Regions from separate parts of the Mus musculus genome. Here regions 2 and 3 are each linked to region 1. A link is a contact called in public HiChIP or PLAC-seq and promoter capture Hi-C data. All regions are on one chromosome and are shown on one strand. The core of a region is the stretch at or near the end of the contact, and the rest is flanking DNA. Distances in the headings are between cores, read along the strand shown.

Region 1 (4,312 bases), core at 1,288-3,787:
GGCCACAGAATTATGGAGCTGAGGCCTTGTGTCATGAGCCTGGTGTCTGGGATCATGGCAAACAGCTTTCTGTCCCTTGCAGGAACACCTGCTGGGTCTCCAGGGTTTAAACCTAGCTCAACCAGAAAACAGGCTGCCTTTCATGGTCCCTTAATCCTTGAAGACTGTAATAGGCCAAAGAAGTTATGTTGCCTATTAATGCCATAGCCATCCAATACACAGCAGAATACACTCTTTATGTATTTCTGACCATTCTGGTGTGGTCACATTTCTTGTCCTGGCTATAGACACTTAAGGAGACAGTACAGCATATACAATTATATACAATCATGATACTCAGGCGTTAGTCCATGACAACTGCTATTCATACATTTGCTGTCCATATTTTTATTATCATTTTACAGTGAGTTCTTTCTCCTCCCGTGTCTATAAAACAGTGTGTCATGCTACCTCAGCGGCTGTCTCACTACCTTGCTTTTATGGTGTCTCATGATTACATTAGGAGGCTGCCTGTGCTGAGATCAGCATTCACCTTGTAGATTTGTGTGAGTGCATGCTAATGTTCACACATTCAGGTCAGCTGTCTCTATACCTCTAAAGCAATGTACCACCTTTTTCTGATAGGCTTTTCCTTCCTTCCTTCCTTCCTTCCTTCCTTCCTTCCTTCCTTCCTTCCTTCCTTCCTTCTTTTCTTTCTTTTTATTCTTCTCTCACTAATGTCATTGTAAGTGGAAACTTCCTTGGCAATGAGTTGTTGGTTTTCCAGCAGTGACTGAGTTAAACAATAGTACTGCACAGACCTTGGTTAAGGGCTCATTGTATCTCCATACAGCCTCCAGGAAAATTACAGTTGGGTACACCTGCCTGCAAGAGCAGCTGACATTAAAGCTTCAATGATTAACAACTAACTCCAGTGACCTAACATCCACTAGAAATGAAAGAGAATTAACTGTAGAATACAGGCTGTAGTTTAGAGAAGAGCGGTGCATATAAAGGCTGCAAGAGGGAGAGCAGCATGAAGAGCCAGTGTACTAGTGACTTTTGCTAAAACACCTTGACCAAAACAACTTGTAGAAGGAAGAGTTTATTTGGCTTAAGTTCCAGAGGGAACTTAGTCCATGATGGCAGCAATCAGCGTGCCTGGCAGCTTGAGTAGGAAGCTGAGAGTTCATACCATGAATCTTTAAACTCTCAAAACCCACTTCCAGTGATGTACTTTCTCCAACAAAAACACATCTCCAAATAGCTCCACCAATGGAGATCACATATTCAAATGCCGGAGAACATGGGGGTCAATTATCATTCAAACTACTATCCTCTCTGTGTTCAGGGTGGCATCTTTGGAAGGCCCAATTGAATGAAGTTCCCCCTCCCACCTCCTCCTAGCTATCCATTTCTGTTTCTCTCCAATTTGACAGGTGGAACTGATGTCACTAAGCGTGGAAAGACACACAGATACACACACACACACACGCACACACACACACACACACACACACACACACACACGCACAGACAGACAGACAGACAGACACACATTATATCATCTCTCTTCCTGAGTATGGACAAGAGTTATCACTAGTCCATGATCCTATTATTTCCCAGGATTTGGATCCAGCTGAGGAACAAACCTTTAACAGACCAGTATCCAAACTGTAGTAAAAAAACATAACAAATTAGAAGAGTTTAATAAAGACTTGGAGTTTTCCACTAAGACTCTAGAAAGGTCACACCTTAGAGTTAAACACTTTGTCAGGGGTGTTAGGACTCACTCTAAGTCAAGAGGAGAGCCATAGCTGACTTGCCTTAACAAAGCATGAGTGATTGCCATATCCAGAGATCCATCCCATGATCAGCTTCCAAACGCTGACACCATGGCATACACTAGCAAGATTTTGCTGAAAGGACCCTGATATAGCTGTCTCTTGTGAGACTATGCCAGGGCCTAGCAAACACAGAAGTGGATGCTCACAGTCAGCTATTGAATGGACCACAGGGCCCCCAATGGAGGAACTAGAGAAAGCACCCAAGGAACTAAAGGGAACTGCAACCCTATAGGTGGAACAACATTATGAACTAAGCAGTACCCCGGAGCTCTTGTCTTTAGCTGCATATGTATCAAAAGATGGCCTAGTCGACCATCACTGCAAAGAGAGGCCCATTGGACTTGCAAACTTTATATGCCCCAGTACAGGGGAATACCAGGGCCAAAAAGGGGGAGTGGGTGGGTAGGGGAGTGTGGGGGGTGGTTATGGGGGACTTTTGGTATAGCATTGGAAATGTAAATGAGCTAAATACCTAATAAAATATGGGGGGAAAAAAGAAACCAAGTTTCAAGAAGTTCAGGACAATCAACCGGTAACCTGATTTCTTGTTGAAATAAATCTAGCACTCTTCAGAGTAAAACATGCAGAATCTACACACAATTGATGTTTAGCATAAAAGTTAAAAGTTTACTAGGCACATGACCAAAAGTAAAGTGTGAACACAGTTCAGGAACAAAAACCGAAAACAGGAAATGAACCTGAGACGATCCAGATATCGAGTTAGCAGGGAGGAACTTTGGACCTGTTTAAAGATGCTCAAGAAACATAAGGAAGGGATGGTCTTTGAGAGTAAATAGATAGACAATCTCAGCAGAGAAATTCTACTTAAGCCTGGTAGAATTAAAAAGGAAACTCTAGAGCTGAAAAGTACATCTAAAATAAAAATTCTATAGACAGAGAATAATTATCCAATCTAAAATCCAGAAAGATGAAGGGCTGAAGCCAATGAGCAGTAATCCATGGGATATAACCAAGCAACTTTATCATACATATATTTGGAACCTCAAAAGAACAGAAGGAAGAAAATGGGCCGGTAGGCAGATTTTAAAATACAATGAAAAAGTATTTCAAATTTGACATAAAAACTCTTCTTAGAGTTCAAATTATTTCAATAAGGCATTATAGCACCACCTTAAAAAACAGCAAAAAAAAAAACCCTTAACAACAAAACAACAAACAAACAAACAAACAAACAAACAAACAAAAAACCTTATAGGTATAGAGTTGAAAACTGAAAGCAAACCTTGGGATCATCAGACTACAATTGTATGTATGTTCCATGTCATGGACTCTTTACCACAAGTGTCAGTGCTCAGGAGACAAGAAAAGCAAGATGCAAGCAGTGAACCCTGATCTGATCCACCAAAGATCAGCTTTTACAAATCAGAGTGAAATAAAAACATTTCCAGACAACTGCAAGATAAAAAGCTTGCTGCTAATTAATTAACTTCTGTAGAAAACAAAGCAGAAGGAACCTGTGTGGCGAGGGGAACTGGCTCCACATGAAGCTGGTGTCCCAGTCACAGAGAAGAAAGAGGAACCACAAAAAACGTAAAGGTGCTGGTGCGTGAAAATAAAACAAAAACAGATGACTTTTTTTTCTCTACTAACTTAAAGAAACAGTTTAAAACAGAACTCTCTGGTGTGACGCCTGAAAGGGAGGAGGGGCAAATGGAAGATGCTGTTCAGCTTCTCCACAGTTTTCTAAGACAGTGGCCACACTGGCTCTCTACAGGCTCTGGTCAGACATGAATGTGCGTTGTGTTATCCATTGAAATTGAAAACAGAAGAGAGGAAGACAGTTCAAGAGCAATTATAGCCAAGAGTGGAATATTCCATTCACATCAAAGAAGGCAAGAATATGAAGAGGGGCTACATTTACTGGGAACAAGTGAAAACAGCAAAATAATAAGCTTAAATCCTAGCACACACTGTCCTACTTAGGGTTAGTATTTTTGCGATGAAACACCATGACCAAAATCAAACTGGGGAGGAAAGGGTTTATTTTACTTTACACTTCCACGTCATTGTTCGTCATTGAAGGAAGTCAGAGCAAGAACTGAAGAAGGACAGGAATCTAGATGTAGAGATCTTAGAGGAGTGCTGCTTACTGGCTTGCTCATCATGGTACGCTCAGCCTGCTCTTTTATAGAACCCACAACATCAGTCTAGGTGTGGTACGCCACCTACAAGGGTCTGGGCTCTCCGCATTAATCATTAATTAAGAAAATGCTCTACAAGCTTGCATAAAGCCAGATTCCATGAAGGCATTTTTCAACCTAGGCTCCCTCCTCTATGATGAATATAACTTCTTTCAAATTTACATAAAATTAGCCAACCCATATAACTAATTTCTTTTGATATAAACTAAAAAATTAAATATAGAGACTTTAATACAAAACAGATGCATCTACATAGTTTTTTTATGTGGTAAAGACATTAGTAGGATAAACAAGAATGAAGACACTCAACCAGCAACCAGAAAG
Region 2 (4,312 bases), core at 1,283-3,782, 350 kb before region 1:
TCTAGCCAGTAAAGTGGGGCTGCTGTTGAGTGCCATACTTCCCTCCAAATCTTAAAACTCAATGAAGAAATCTATGAAAATATTTGCCAAAGCTGACAGATACATTCTCAGCTCTAATATTAACATGCATGAATATCTTAACATTTGTCAGTCTTTAACAAGCCATGGGACAGCACACACAGAATTAAGCACTGCCCTCCATCTGTTTGCCTTCTGTAGATGTGCTTAACGGTTAATGAATGAAATGTGGTCTGATGCTGAAAGAGACATGAGATTCAGGCTATTCCTGCAAGCCTGAAATTTCTTGCAAATGTGAGTCATGAGTACTTCAGGAATGAAAGCTCCACCACAGCAAATCTTAGCTGTGCAACTGAAAGGCTTGCAGAGGCTCCAAGCCATGAATTATGAATGCTGCTGCTATGCCAACCCTGTACATTCAGCTGTATATTAGTACATACAATTGGACATCACACTAAATCTGCTTGGGGAAAGGAGGAAAGAACAAAAGAAGAACTGTAGCCCCCTTACTCCAACATCCCCAGCTGTCCTGTCCAGGCTGTGATGAAAAGCAGTCACATATGTAGCAAATCTGGTTACCTGGAATTAGAATACACAGGGGACTGGACACATTCAGAGTCTCAAGATGTCTCACTCTGAAGATGAAAACCCACAACAGGCAAATCAAGAGGGAGCTGTGATCCTTCTCTTCATGAAATGTGCTTGGATGCCATGAAGAGTCATGTTTGGGGCATGGAGACCACGGTGGCTCTTCTGCTAAGAGCATTGGGTGCTCCTCCAGGGGACCCTGGTTTGATTTCCACATCTACCTTCTGTCACTTCAGTACCGGAGTGACAGCACCTTCTTCTGGCCTCTGCAGGTACTACATGCATGAAGTACACAGACACACGTGTAGGCCAAACACCAATACACATAAAATAAAAGGGGGCGAGGAAAAGGTCATCTTTGAGACTCAATGCATTTTTATCTTTCATGATAAAGTTCACATTTCAGTTCAGTGATGCTGATACTGTGACGGATTCCACTCCCTCACTTCTTGGCATTAACTCGTAAAATATGAGTGTTGAAAATGAATGGCCTAACGCCATGTTCACGAAGCTAGCTCACAAGAGGGTACTGATGTCATTTGCACCAGTCACCCTTCCAATAAGAACAACCTCCCCTTTATTTTCATGGTCTCTCATGCTGTGACCCTGCCTCCCCTCATTCTGGAGTTAGGTTTACCATGCCTGCTCTGAGAAAGCAAAAATGAAACACAGAGAAACTGAGTGCGTCTTCTATTTACATCTGGCAATGGCCACCCCTTCGCACTGGGACAAACACCAGTCTCAGGTGATAGGTAAATAGTTTGGTGTCTTCCAGCTACTGTTCTCTTGGCAGTAAACCTAGGGTCACCCTACTGCCTCCCAGAGTTATAAACCTCAAAGGCGTTCCTATGCACAGGAACTCACTTGTGACCTCTAAAGGGTCACACAAAAGAAGAACTTTCCAGGTTCAGAAGGTAGAGTCTGTGGAGCTCTGGGTATAGTATTTACGGTGTACTGCTTAAGTGCTTTTAATGTAGAGAGACCTGGGGATTTTCAGTTAATTCAGCTAAATATAGTAGATATATATTTGCTAATATGTAGATATATTTAATGTTTAAATATAATAGCTAGTAGAAATACAATAGCTAATAATTCCGCTGAATATAATAGAAAAAGTTAAACATTGCTCAGCTTTGCAGCCTGAACGCTCTTAGTCAGCTCTGTTGCCCCAAACTGCCTGGAAGAAATTGGAAGAATTTGGAAGAAATTTGGAAGAAATTGGAAGAATTGGAGAAAGACAGCAGTGTGTCCTGCCTCAGAATGATACTCCCTTCAAGCCTCCACCATCCCTGATTTAGCACTTCTTGTGGTTCTTTCAGATCCTTACTTCATTTGCCCAAGGTTGCCCCTCAGTCTACTATGCTCTCTTTGAATCTGAGTCCCTCACTGCCTGCCCAAGTGCACTCATTGGGACTTACATGAGTGTAAAATACTAGACCCGGTTCCATTGTCTTCTTGGTTTAGTACAGGTTAAGAGCAGGATCATATTCAGGCATGAAGCACCCCATTTCCAATCTCCTTCCCCAGCACCCTCAGCACTCTCCGCCAGGTATCCTCCACTTACCTGGACCCAGGCACAGCAGAAGGAGCAGAGCCAGCCCGGCAAGGGCCAGGACTGCAGGCCGCGCAGACGAGGTGCTCATGGCGACAGAGTGCTGCAAAGTAGCTGGAGGGATGACTGGAGTGGAGACCCAGGCTCAGTGAGGCAGGCGAAAGCTCCAGTATCCTTGCTCTGGGCGGGACCCACAGGGTGGGCAACTAGCCAGCAGGCCAGGCCGAGAGCCAAGCTTCAGTTCAATGCCACCGAGGCACACTGCCCTGCGGGTCTGCTGCAAATCGCTGAGAAGGGCCGCGTGGCCAAAGGGGAGAGGGCAAGACTGATGCCAGGCACAGCCCAACCAGCCTGGACAGAGAATGTTGGCTCACTCCTCTTTTCCGCACGCCCCCCTGAGCCGTTCCTCTGCAGCACAACCCTCCCCTAGCAACCCAGGCCCTTGGCGTCAGGCTCAGGCCTTGCCTTTTAAAGTAGCCTTTGGAATGTTCTTAATTCCTGAACTGTAGTTAAGGTTGGCTCCTGCAGGGTCTCTTTTTATGATATTTTGAAAGATTCTGGGTTCAGAACTGCAATCCAGGAAAAACATGTCAACTCAAACCGCTGCAGTGCAAAAGTGTTTTTGCAAAGTTTTTAGTGAACATGCTGTGTCCACTGTGCACACTCTCATTCTGGGACAGTTGAGCAATTGGAAAGAAGGCAGAAGACACTCATTTTCTCAGTAGCACACTTGACCACTAAGAGAGGTCATAAAACAGTGTGCTCAACAAAAGAGAAGACCAACCGGGGGTTTTCCTGACCACTATGCTGGACTCTGGGTTCCATTCCCAGCGGCAGGTTTGGTAGAGAAAGACAAAAACTGTTTTCAATTGATGAATGGAAACTTGGCTTTGGAGCCTTTTTCCCAGTCTGAGCTGAGCTCAGTTCCTTCACAAAGATTCTCAGTTTTAAATCAAGGAGAGCTGCTTAGTGTCTGGCCACTCAGGGAGAGGCCTTCTCATGTAGAAGGGTTTCTCCAGCAGGCAGGAGAAAATCAGAGTTTAGCCATCAAAGGAAAAGAAGGGAAAGGTGAACCTGGGAGGGATGTAAATACTGATTTGGGAGTCACAGGTATATGAGAGTTCGGAGCTTGCTAGTGCATACTGCTGGTCACCTGTGATCCATCGGGTGTTGGGTAAGACATAGCAATCTGAACTTTATTTAACGACTCTCGGGGATGCTGAAGCGTGTCTCAGACGGCACAGGGAGCAACTCCACTACAGAAGCTTTCCTGTCCTCTTGCCCTTCCCTTGGCCTTGGTGGTGAGAACCTTTTCTCCCTTGAAGACTGAGCACAGTGGAAAGGAACAGGGTTTAGTATTTCTCTGCATTCTGCACAAATATTTAGAGAACTCACTTGTCTGTCTATGTGTGGGTCTCTAAAGTGGAGGCTGCAGCATCTGCTGAGCTGAGGTAAGAAGTCAATGTGGAGAGCCTCCTATGCTGTGAGCACACAAAAATGTTGGTAGTGTTACCACCTAGACTCTGGCCTCCGTGTCCTGTGCTCAGCACCTTGCCACCTGTGGTCTTTATCTCCTTCGTGCCCAGGCTAGACTCTCAGGAGCTATCATTCCGGAACGATGCCAATTCAACCCTAGTGTCATTGTCATCAGGGCTTTTCAAATGCTGCCCAATGAGTTGTCTTTTAGAATGCTGCAGTGACATCTGCCTTAACTACTGGTTCACAGATAATTTGGTGACAGAGGAGCAGGGGAAGTGACCTTACCCTCTGGGGTGCCATCAGCCAAGCACTCTATAAGGAAGCTCTGTAGGACACACCATGTAGGACAGAGAGACAATCTAACACAACTTTGATCCAATACCACATCATAAGAGATGGCGAGAGAGCTGTTACAGTGGAATAGGCTCCATTACAGGATTGCCGTTTTGTAGGTGTAGGAAATGGAACTGGGTGCCCTTTTAAAGCCCTCCACCCTTTCAACAGCAGCCTGAAAGATTTATGGTTAAAATGATGCAATGTAAGAGGTTTGCTTTACAATGCTTAAGGAGGGGGCTAAAGAGAGTTGGCTCTGAGGTTAAACTACTTGTTCTTTTGCAGGGAACCCTAGTTCTGTTCCAGCACCTACAGAGCATCTCATAACCACCTGTAACTTCA
Region 3 (4,312 bases), core at 1,185-3,684, 320 kb before region 1:
ACATTCTTATTCAAGCCACCACACATCACACGAAGAGTTCTGCCTCAGTATATTATGTAATTTCTCCATTTTCTTCTCTTTCTCTCTCTCTTCCTTCTTTTCTTCCTTCTTTCCTTCCTTCCTTTCTTTCCTTCCTTCCTCCTTCCTTCCTTCCTTTCTTCTTTCTTTCTTTCTCTTCCTTCCTTTCTTCCTTTCTTTCTCTTTCTTTCTCTTTCTTTTTCTCTTTCTCTTTCTCTTTCTCTTTCTTCCTCTTCCTCTTCCTCTTCCTCTTCCTCTTCCTCTTCCTCTTTCTCTTTCTCTTTCTCTTTCTCTTTATCTTTCTCTTTCTCTTTCTCTTTCTCTTTCTCTTTCTCTTTCCTCTTTCTCTTTCTCTTTCTTTGTTTCTTTCTTTCTTCCAAAATCATGTTTTATTAATTTTACTCATATATTTAAATAGCATTTCTATTTTACAAAATGAAAAAAACAAAAAACAATAAAACAAAACAAAATGAAAAAAACCCTGTTACTTAAAGGTCTCAACAATTTGATTGCTTTTTATAGTGCCAGGGCTTGCATTGTTCCTTATACATTTTTACTAATTACATTCCAAACATGGAATACTACATGGCCCCTGAACACAACTTGTATTTAGCTATTTCCCTGATGAACTTGGGTTTTGCCACCTTTTCATTATTCTCTACTCCAAAAATGCTTTATTTCAAGTTAGTTGTATCGGGCATCAAACACTATGAATTTCCCTTGATTTCCTCAGTAGTATGTTGTCTTCATGAGCAAATTGCATTAAAAAAATTTCCTTCTAATTCAGTAGTTCAAGCTGCAGAGGATTTTATCCTCTTTCTTCCTTTCTTGTTCTTTCTTTCTTTCTTCCTTTCTTTCTTGTTCTCTCTCTCTCTCTCTCTCTCTCTCTCTCTCTCTCTCTCTTTCCTTCTTATCCTATATATTAAAAATCTGCTCTTTGTACTGTAAAATTCTATGGGTTTTGAAAAGTGTATTTCTGCCACTACAATATCACACAAAATAGTTTCACGGCCCTAAAATGATCCCTTGTGGTTCTCCTGGTTAGCCTTCTTCCTTCCTAAACTCCTCAAGAACACTATTCTATTTTCCTTTACCAAACTGTTACATAAACCTAATTAATATAGTATTATTATAGCCTTTTATATTGTCTTTTTTCTTTACTGATATGGATTTAATATCAATTCATGTTCTAGTTTGGATTGATGATATTTTCCTTTTTAATTGTTGAATAGTGTTCTATTGTATGGATATACCACTGAGTGTTTATTCATTAACATGTGTTATTCATTATTCACGTGTTAATGAATAAACACTCAGTGGTATATCCATACAATATCCATGGGTTGCTTCCACATTTGGACAATAAGACTACTATAAGCATTTGCTTGGGAATTTTTGTGTGTGCATAAGTTTTCAAGTCAGTTGAGTAAATGCCTCACAGTGGTAAGAGTATATTTAGCCTGTTTGTCTCCTGAAATGACTTCCCAGCAACAGTAAAAGATAGTTCCACCACACCCTTTGTAAAAGTTATTATTTCTTGTTTTTGGATTCCAGCCACTCTTGTGGGAATCTGTTCTTATCACACTGATGTCCCTGTTTGTCCTTATTGGAATGTGGTCAAGTTAGAGCACGGAACAATGTATCACTAGCTCTTGATTTTACATTGATTTTCAAAGTGACGCTTGAGTGAGGCCAAAGGCTTAGTGGAAAGCAGCTGTCCCTCAGTGTCAGAACCTGGAAACTTTGGTGGCATGTGGATAGAAGCATCAGGTTGTGTAGAAAGTGACCTGAGTGTACATCAGGAAAAAGAAAACTATAGTGACAAAAAAAAAAAAAAAAAAAAAAAAAAAAGGAACAGAACAGAGGATGCACTTGACCCTAGCCAAAAACAAACAAAAACAACAAAAACAAAAAAACCCTTCTTATAAAAAATGCAGGCAAAGGTGCAAAACTCTATGTCTGATGGGAATCTATCAGATCAGGTAGGATTCCCACTGGCACAGCTTTGCTTGCTGTAAATAAAGGGCCAAAGATAACCCATTCACTCTCCATCCTTCTGAAATAGCTCTGAATTCCCAGAAGTCTGATGCAACCCAGAAGGGCCTTGATGCTGGAATGGGGGATCAGGCAGTGCACAAGTTATAGCATGGCAGAGTGGGACTTGCAAGGCACAGAACTGCCTCAAGCAAATCTAGGTTGCCATGGTGCTTAGAAATGAGTCCCTACTCTGTCAGGCCCACAGTTTGGCTAGTCTTCCATGGGCCCATGATCACACAGGGTTTATGTACAGCTTTTTTTTTTTTTTTTTGTCATTAGTTTTATAGACCCATTCGTTTCCAAGGTGACTTAGGCCAGGCCAGGACTGGAACAAAGAGAATGCTGCAGCAAAGTGACTGGCTGAGAGCCCGGCCAGGCTCCTGTGTGCACAGTCCAAGTGTCAGAGCTGCAGCTGTGCCTGACGAGCTCTCAAGAATTCCCACAGGGGAGGCATGCCCTTCTATTTCAGGCACATACGTTGTTCCTGTTTCTCAGCAGTAGCTGGCTTGCTTGGTTCCCTCCTCCCTGCTACATTCCAAGCATATATCTGTTTGTACAACTATGCTTCATCTGCAGAGAATGGCACAGAGCAGAAAATAAAGGGGAGACAAGGGCTGAATCTAGCAGGATACTTCTGTCCATTCGCTTACCTGGCTCCTTTCACTCGCTTCCTTCTATTCTTTCCTCTTTCCCATATCGCTTACTGTTACTAATGTCCTCAATGACCTATACAACCACATTCCACAGCTTGAGTCAAGATCAGACTCCCAGCTGACCTAAATATCCTCCTATTCTCCAAAATCCACATCTATTCATTTTAAAGCCGATAATTTTTGGGTTCCAAAATTATGAATTTTAGGTTTTTAATTTCACCTGAAGTGATGCAGAGGAATCTCAAAATACCTTGTTACAGTAGACTCCTCCAAAGTCTATGGGTAAAACATTTCAAGCCCCACAGTGGACACCCAAAAATAGATATCCAAATTCTATATATGCAATGTCTTTTTATCATATGTACTTTTCATAAGGTTAATTGGTAAATTAAGTACAATAAGAGATTTTAAAAAAGATTTATTATTTTTATGTGTATAAGTATTTTTCCTGTCTTCATTTACATGTATCACATATGTGCCTAGGGCCCATAGAAGTCACAATAGGGTGTCAGATCCCTTGGAACTGGAGTTACGGATGGTTATTGGCCATCATTTTGTACTGGGAACCAAACCCAAATCTTCTATAAAAACAAAAATGCCCTTAAGTGCTGAGCCATCTCTCCAGCTCTCAGGTATAATAAGAGATGAACAGGAATAATGAATTATCAACCAGGACAATCACAGCCACCACTCTTTTTTTTTAATAAATAATTTTTTAAGATTTATTTATTATTATATCTAAGTACACTGTAGCTGTCTTCAGATGCACCAGAAAAGGGCGTCAGATCTCATTACAGATGGTTGTGAGCCACCATGTGGTTGCTGGGATTTGAACTCAGGACCTTCAGAAGAGCAGTCGGTGCTCTTAACCACTGAGCCATCTCTCCAGCCCCCACAGCCACCACTCTTGTCCTTTGGGATCAAACTTAGAATGGGGTCACTTGAAGGTGTGTCCTGCAACACCATTGATTTGATAGGCAATATGAGTATTCTGCATAAAGGGGCAGCTCATTTCCCAGGAGGGATGGACCTCAAAATTTTCCTCAAACCACCCAGAATAGTGTTTAGTTTATAACTAATGATTTGCTTATTTCTGATCATTCCCATTGAGTAATTGTGTACTGTAGTAGGTCATGGAGAACAGAAACAGTAAGAGCTAAGCCATGGATGTCAGGATGCCTCTGGATGTAAAAGAAACCTGGTGTGTATGCTCTATGATTCTGTTTTGCACAAAGTTCTAGACCAGGCAAAGTTAAACTGTGGTGCCATGTTTGGGAGTAGTTGAACAAAAGGAATTTTCTAGATGTAGGAAATGTCAACATTTCCTAACGTGATCAAACTGGTGCTTGTGTGTGTGGTTAAGGTAAGCAAGCACAGAAAATCACTTAGCAACTTGGGAATCCATCTGACATAGGTTATATGTCAGACTTTTTTTCCATTAATGTGCTTGTCAGCCTAGTCCCCACCTGCAGGTAGTGTGTACACACACTCTCCTTCTAACAATATATCTAGGGCCCCTATTTGCAGGTCTGTGTACAGTCTCCTCTTCTAACAATGAATCTAGCAACCTAAGACACCCACCTATTTCAGGCTACACACATAAC

Evidence for each region. Promoter capture Hi-C pulls out the DNA fragments that hold promoters and counts their contacts. HiChIP or PLAC-seq counts read pairs in DNA pulled down with a chosen protein or histone mark.
Region 2: a promoter capture Hi-C map of the HPC-7 cell line shows a contact between it and region 1, with 6 times the contacts expected there. The contact joins the promoter of Ecrg4 here to the enhancer-like site in region 1. A contact is called at or near these places in 16 of 39 promoter capture datasets (the 3T3-L1 cell line, the C10 cell line, the HPC-7 cell line and 11 more), 1 of 15 datasets of contacts at CTCF or cohesin (pro-B cells), 2 of 484 Hi-C or Micro-C datasets (bone marrow-derived macrophages and embryonic stem cells), 4 of 115 datasets of contacts at active chromatin or transcription factors (bone marrow-derived macrophages, large pre-B cells, neural progenitor cells and 1 more) and 2 of 9 other capture datasets (adipose tissue and liver).
Region 3: a contact with region 1 is called in an H3K27ac HiChIP or PLAC-seq map of large pre-B cells, with 2.0 times the contacts expected there. The contact joins two enhancer-like sites. A contact is called at or near these places in 4 of 115 datasets of contacts at active chromatin or transcription factors (astrocytes, bone marrow-derived macrophages, cardiomyocytes and 1 more).

The regions. Positions count from the first base shown.
Region 1 is chr1:43,374,221-43,378,532 of GRCm38.p6, reverse strand. No RefSeq gene overlaps it. Among named protein-coding and RNA genes, the nearest start is that of Nck2, 69 kb to the left of the region's middle. Within about 2 kb of position 2,537, at least 25 of the 459 cell types and tissues checked have an H3K27ac peak or open chromatin away from gene starts, as enhancers often do. A contact at or near this core is called in the HPC-7 cell line and pro-B cells, where this site is marked.
Region 2 is chr1:43,728,822-43,733,133 of GRCm38.p6, reverse strand. It overlaps Ecrg4 (ECRG4 augurin precursor), which reads right to left and starts at 2,532. Exons shown (of 4, transcript NM_024283.3): 1 at 2,171-2,532. The coding sequence starts at 2,249.
Region 3 is chr1:43,696,848-43,701,159 of GRCm38.p6, reverse strand. No RefSeq gene overlaps it. Among named protein-coding and RNA genes, the nearest start is that of Gm30634, 15 kb to the left of the region's middle. Within about 2 kb of position 2,434, at least 92 of the 459 cell types and tissues checked have an H3K27ac peak or open chromatin away from gene starts, as enhancers often do.